Regions from separate parts of the Gossypium hirsutum genome. Here region 2 is linked to region 1. A link is a contact called in public Hi-C data. All regions are on one chromosome and are shown on one strand. Each heading gives the region's core, a stretch centred on a gene start, on an enhancer-like site or on the middle of the called end of the contact. The rest is flanking DNA. Distances are from core to core; before and after follow the strand shown.

Region 1 (3,470 bases), core at 484-2,983:
AGTAGCTGAAGTGAAGAGACTAATCAATAAACAATACATACTGATAGCAACAGAAAGCAATAAAACACCATATATACTTACCAGTAATCGAATGGACAGTGGTCATAAGACCCTCAACAATGCCAAATTTGTCATGGATGACCTGCCACCATGTTTACAAGACCATTATTACCATGAAGATAAAACTATTTGTCAGAAGCTCCAAAACAAATAAAAGGGAAACCACTATTACCTTAGCCAATGGAGCAAGGCAGTTGGTAGTGCAGCTAGCATTGGATACAATGTGAAGGTCAGGCTTGTATTCCTTCTCATTGACACCCACAACAAACATGGGAGCATCCTTACTGGGAGCAGAGATGATTACCTTCTTTGCACCACCCTAAAAAGTGAAAAAGCATAGATCAGATGAGAATACCATACACGAAGATAAGAAGAAGAAAATCAAGTTCCAAACACACAACTTTTGGGGGCCTTAACTCCAAAAAAGAGAACTCAGCTGGTACCATAAAATAAACATAGGATCAAATTATTATCACAAACCTTCAAATGGGCAGCAGCTTTGTCCTTGTCAGTGAAAACACCAGTAGACTCAACGACATAATCAGCTCCAGTCTCACCCCAAGGGATTTCTTCAGGGTTTCTGGCATAAATCAAAAGCCAATCAATACAATAGCTCCTAAATGGAAAAACTCACCATGTTCCTCAAGTCAATTACAACAACCCATTTTGAAAAGAAACACATGATATCACCTGATGCCGAAAACAGTGACAGGCTTTTCACCAAAGAGAAGGGTTTTTGAGTCCTTCACCTTAAGCTCATGGTGCTTCCATTGACCGTGAACACTGTCATACTTAAACATGTAGGTCTGTACAAATACAATTATCAAATCACATCAATAATTAAATCGTTAAAAAAACTGATTAAAACGGTTCTTCATTTTTCATCCTTTCTTTTCAAATTAGACACAAGATTCGCTCACTAAAAAACACCCAATCAGAACCAGTAAGTTTATAATAAATCTCTTAAAGATCGAACATGAAATACATCAGTTTACCAGTTGAAATTTAAACTATTTCATCATGCTCTGTTAGGTAACACTAAAAGTTCAAGAACCATATCACAAGAAAAAAAGAAAGAAAGAAATTCAGATCAGCACTCATCTCAGAGCAGAGAAGATCAGATCAGCTTTCTTAAAACTAAAACCAATATAACACAAACATGCACGGAGACTAATGCCAAAACCTAGTAAATAAGTGAGAAATAGGAAGGAAAATACAGTGTACGGACCATGTAATCGGTGGTGATGAAAGGATCGTTAACAGCAACGAGCTCAACATCTTCACTTTGGAGAGCAACTCTGGCAACCAAACGCCCGATCCTTCCAAATCCTTCACCAAACAGAAAAAGAAAATCAGATCCATAATAATAATAATAATAATAATAATAATAAGAGTACCGTTGATTCCGATCTTGATCTTCCCCATAACGAAAGAAGCGAAAAGAACAAATCTCTGGAAAAAAAATACGACGGCAAAAGAACGGAGGTAAAGGAAGTGAGAATTGAGAGGAAAAAATGAGTAAAAAGGGGGTTTGTTTATATATGAGAGGAAGTATTGGTGACAGAATGATAGAAAAGGGAAAATGACGGAGATTCTCACGAGGAAAGTGGGGTCGTTGTTCACGTGTTCTTTGGAGGATGATGAGAAGAAGAAGAAGCAAGGGTAAAAACGTAAAATCAAAGAGGACAGTGCAGAGTGAATAAAACTATAAATGTATTAAAGATTTATTCTTCTTGAGTTTATCCGATTTATTATTAATCTAGTCAGTCACAAATGATTATATCTTCTAGGAGTTATCTGTTTTAATACTCAAGACAAAATATTTCTTTAATTGAGTTTTATAGACGGCATATTAGTCTTTAAATCGGTTTATTCAATTTTTATTAGACTAATAACATATTTAGGTTCATTTACTAAGATAAGTTGTCTTTTTGTATTACGATCCGACCACATAATATCGCTTAATATTAGTTTAAACATTAGACAACCAATAAGATAATATTTTTTTTATTTTGTTTTACGTGCAAAAATTATATGATGACAATTATACAAAGTATATTAATGTAATTTATGAATTTATTTTATTAACTAATCTATTCGTAAAAATTATAAGTTTACAAATGAATATATTACACCCAGAGCACCAGATCTAACAACCCTAACAATGGCTCCAATTGTTACATATCACTCTTCTAAAAGTAACCTCACATACAAGCAAAGAAATTCTTTCCAAAAATACCTAAAAAGAATGCCCAAAAATACAGAGCCAAGATGACAAAATAAAGGAATTAACAAGAAACTTCAAAACTATTCAAGGACTCAAATCAATTGCTTTATTTATGTTCAAAATCCTCATTTATTTTTATCATTTCAATAGTAACATTATATATATAAATGTTGTCTGTAATTTTTTCATTTTGATTCTATATTTTATCGTATTGACATAATTCATCGAAATCTTTAATAGTTTTCGTTTTTATTTTCAAGTACCTAAATCTCTTTTTGAGTTCCCTAATTAGTTATATCTTGAATTTCTTCAAGAACATTCGCCTCGCCTCTACTTTGTGACTATCCTAATTCTCTTTTTTTTCTACTTCTGGTTAAAACTTTCATCTTTGTTTTCTTTTCTTTTGTTAAAACTTTCGTCTTTGAAATCAATTGATTAACCATGCTTGAGGTATGCGTTACTTTCATTTGCTTTAACATGTGATGCATCTGTGTTTGTCTCTCTCTTAACCCTGTCAAGTCAAGGCATGGAGACCATCTTCTGTGTACAACCACAGTGCCAATAGTTTTGCACTCAACTTCAGTTTGAAGGCACAATTCATTCCCTGCCAACAAACACAAGGATTTGTACGACAGCTTCTGATGAACAATTTTGCAATTTCATTATATGAAATGCAAGTTAAGGACGTTAAATACCCTTATCGAGACGGAGAGCATGATTTCCTAAAAGGATGTCCTCATCCTCTAACCAAACACTTGTTTAGTTCATCACCTAGGCAAAGACAACTGCTTCGTTAGTTGTACCCCCAGTACCCTTGATCAAGTTCCAAGAATAAAAGCAAAAATGAGAGGAAGAAGAAACCTTAGTGACAGTAATGACCGGAATGTCACCTCCATGATCTAATGCCTGATCTGGTTTAGCTGTTGACCGGTAACCTGCTGCATACCAAATGGCGAAGCTTTTCACATCAAAGTAAGAGCATAAAATCATTTTACACAAGAATCCACAAAGCACCTGCAAAGGGTATTGACACCGACCCAACTCTCTATAAACTTAAAAGGACAGTTGTGTATGAATGCATCCTGGTGAGCACCAGGAGATCTGTTCTAAGGGCTGAGTGATCCCATTAAGCAAACATTACAAAAACAAAGTTCAGAATTACCAAAAAAAATTACAGTTCTAA
Region 2 (3,470 bases), core at 624-3,123, 250 kb before region 1:
TGTCAATGTAAACACGACTCCTAAAAAATAATGAATCCCCATTAGAATTGGAAGTCTAAAACCTACCACGTTATTATTTGTTAGTATATATTTGATTTTTCTCTTTATTTTTTTCCCTTTACCAATACATTATCAATCTCATTTCCTCCCTCCTAATCTTTTATAATCCATATATATTAAAGAAAAAAAATACTTTTTTTTAACCCTTATTGTTGTTGTATAATTTGTTTTGGAAAAAAAAAAAAACAAAGGAGTTTAAATTACCTGCAAAAACTATGGGAATGGGTTGGGTTCCCATTGTTAGAGTCCCAAACCGAGAGCAGCCTTAACATCGAGCCTCCATGCAAATCCACCAAAGCTCATCTTCCACACATCGCAAGGAACCATTTTCGATTGCTTTTTCTTTCCCTTTCCATCTCCGTACCGTAACCCTACCCGGCATGAGAATGCACCCTGTGGGAATTTAAACCCTTCTTTCACCACCAACCCCAACGCGGTTTCAGCCCCTTCTCCGCCCACCATGCTCTTGAACGCCTCGTTCACCCACAAAACACGGTGCCAACCGTCCGATATGAACCCTGGATACGTGTCCTTATCCAGATTACTCATTCTATCCACGTCCGTACAGCTCCCCATGTCTCCTTCATCCATGCAGCTGTCTGTTATGCTCTCCACCGTCACCCATGACTCCACAACACTCACTTTCCTCCCCGTCGCCTGATCCGACAACCCCATCACCGCCGCCGCCACTTCTTGATCTGTTGCAACCATCTTCTGCAACTTCAAGCACAGCGGCGGCGGGTCCTCATGAGATTGATGATAATCATCACCAACCGTCCGATCGAGATCATGATCACCCGCCCCTGAGCTATCAACAACCGCTGATTTCTCTAGATCAGCTCTCTCAGGCATCAACTGCAGAGTTACGGAACCCTTATTTCCATCCTTATCGTCTTTAGCTTCATCCAAGGCTCTTCTTCTCCTATTATTCTTCTCACAAACCCTAACGTATTTTCTCTTCACTCTCATGCTTGTAACACCCGAGTTCTTGTTACCAAACGTCGACTCACCGGAAGCTGAGTCTCCGGTCACCGGTTTTGGAGCAATCGGCCTGAATCTGAGCATTATCCGGTTGATTATCGTCTTATCTTGTACACCCCCAGCGCATTTTAGCATCCTCCATTGATCTCCGCCCTCCATTCCTCCTTCCAAAAAAATTAAAAAAACCTAACAAACCCTTCTCTCTCTTTCTCTCTCTTTGTTTTATCTTATCTTCGGATTTTATTTTATCTTTCTATTCTTTTTTTTTCTTTTTTTCTTTTTTTCATCTAAGGGCAAAGGCTTTACCGGAGGTGAAGCGATAATCATAGCGGCAGCAATCGTGTCCAAGATCAGAGGAGTACGCGTGTCCTACTGCGAAACTTGAAACAGTTCCGAGATTTGATTGGCCGAAACCCAATGGGGCCGTAGCAAAAAAATAAAGTTACCTGTTTTGGCGTGTTCGAAGCCTGTGATTGGCCCATCCTGTTAGCCAACCAAAAATAAGGACGTGTCGAGAAGTGCGTAAAAGACGGATACACGTGGCCGTACCTCGGGGGACGGCATAAATATTCTGTTTGAAGTGGAGTGGGCTTTTAATTTTTTTTTCCGCCTTTTTGATTTTTTTGGTTTTTCTAAAAAATGCATTAGGTAGGTTCCTGATTATGCAACACGTGTAATAGTTTTATTTGTTATGAAAGAGACAGTTCAGTTGACCGTCACTTGCACTTTTCTGCACTGGAGCGTGTGATTGCCAACCTTGATATTTTCCCAACCCTACTGAACAAAACAATATTGTAGTTTTTATTTTTATTTTTTAATTCTTTTTTTGGTTCAAATAATTACTATCAATTTTTATATTTTAAATTTAATTTTTAAGTAAGATTTTTTTTATAAAGTAAATTATAATTACAAATAAATAACAATATTTAAGATGGAATAAATATAAATAGAGTCCAAAAATGATTTGGACTCAATCATCACTTATTAATATAACTAATACTTTATTAAGTTTCAAATTAAATTGATATTCAGTAACTTTAGTTATGAGTTTTAGGTTATGTAGATTTTATTACGAAGGAAAAGCATGTGAAATTTATTCTTTTAAGTTAAGAAGAAATAAAAATGAAGTTGAAGTTGAAATATCTATTGTTAACTCTTGTGGTTGAGTGGAATTGAGAAGTTAAGTTTATGGTAGAATTACGTTTCACCCATTATGTGGATTATAATTTTTTTTATATCTCATACAAAGGAGTGATGTTTAGTTTTTACAATAACAAAATAATCGAAAGTGAAAAATATGGTGTAGGATTAGGGAAAGTGGGTGGTTAACTATAATATATTAAAGTAATATATATATTATTAAAAGTTTGATTGAGTTTATCACCTACCATTCGGACTTTAATTCAGTTATGATATTATTGAAAGTTTATTTTATTTATAAAACAATAAATATTATTTTGAGGATGTTTATATCTGTCCCAACTCAATTGTAAAATTACCAAAAATTTATTCCTTTTACAGAGTAACAAATATTATTTTAATAGTATTTATGTCCAACTCAACTCAATTGTAAAATTACCAAAAACTTATTCCTTTTACAAAATAATAAAGATTATTTTGAGGGTGTTTATGTCATTTTATATTTTGATATATCTAGAAAAATACATACAAATTATGAGATTCATGATTTTTTTTTATAGCGAATCAAGCATTAATCATACAAAGGAAAAACCAAACTAATCTTGATATTTGAAGCGAACGATGCCCATCTTGTTACTACCCTAAATGCATGTGCTGTCGATCCCACACTTTCTTTAGTTATGTGGGCATTACTGAGCTTCTTAATGTCCTCAATTAGAGGTGTCATTTTCCAATTAGGAGAAAAAGTTGTACATTCTAGGATTTCTTGTATTGCTTTGCCATTATTCATTAGAAAACCCACTATCCAACCTCTTTGTTTTGCCAGAATTAATGTTTCACGAACCTCATACAATGTTGTTTGTCGCATGTCTTCATACTCTACTATTTTACTAAACGAAAATAGAAGTTGTTAGTTCCTATCCACAAGCGAACATGCAACACTCATACCAGGCCTACCTCCTTTCCTAGCAACAAGCCCAATGCAATTGTTCATAATCTTGGTTTCATTGACATTAATAAACCCCTTTCTCTGAAAATGTTCTTCTTCTTTCTTCGATATTATAAGAAGTAAAACACCACTCCAATTGATACTTAATTCCTTTACTCTATAGATTGTTTGTTCTACCTTTGCTCTAATTCCCTGAAAAACACACTCATTTGTTTGCAACCAAATGCACCATAAGATGCTAATCATGCTATAGATTCTAATACTCCGCCATTCTGATATCAAATATAAATTTCTATTGTTATCTCTTATAATCCTTTCTAGCACTAGACAACCTACATCA

The links. A called contact is a pair of places that touch in the nucleus more often than the background predicts.
Region 2: a contact with region 1 is called in a Hi-C map of leaf, with 2.8 times the contacts expected there. The contact joins the promoter of LOC107892184 here to the promoter of LOC107892188 in region 1. A contact is called at or near these places in 8 of 34 Hi-C or Micro-C datasets (callus, hypocotyl and leaf).

The regions. Positions count from the first base shown.
Region 1 is chrD09:11,378,594-11,382,063 of Gossypium_hirsutum_v2.1, reverse strand. LOC107892188 (glyceraldehyde-3-phosphate dehydrogenase 2, cytosolic) reads right to left here and starts at 1,733. Exons shown (of 11, transcript XM_016817201.2): 1 at 1,458-1,733; 2 at 1,289-1,389; 3 at 751-866; 4 at 541-640; 5 at 233-379; 6 at 82-142; 7 at 1-5. The coding sequence starts at 1,485. LOC107892192 (cytosolic Fe-S cluster assembly factor NBP35) reads right to left here. Exons shown (of 3, transcript XM_016817205.2): 3 at 3,390-3,470.
Region 2 is chrD09:11,626,934-11,630,403 of Gossypium_hirsutum_v2.1, reverse strand. LOC107892184 reads right to left here and starts at 1,873. Exons shown (of 4, transcript XR_005918674.1): 1 at 265-1,873.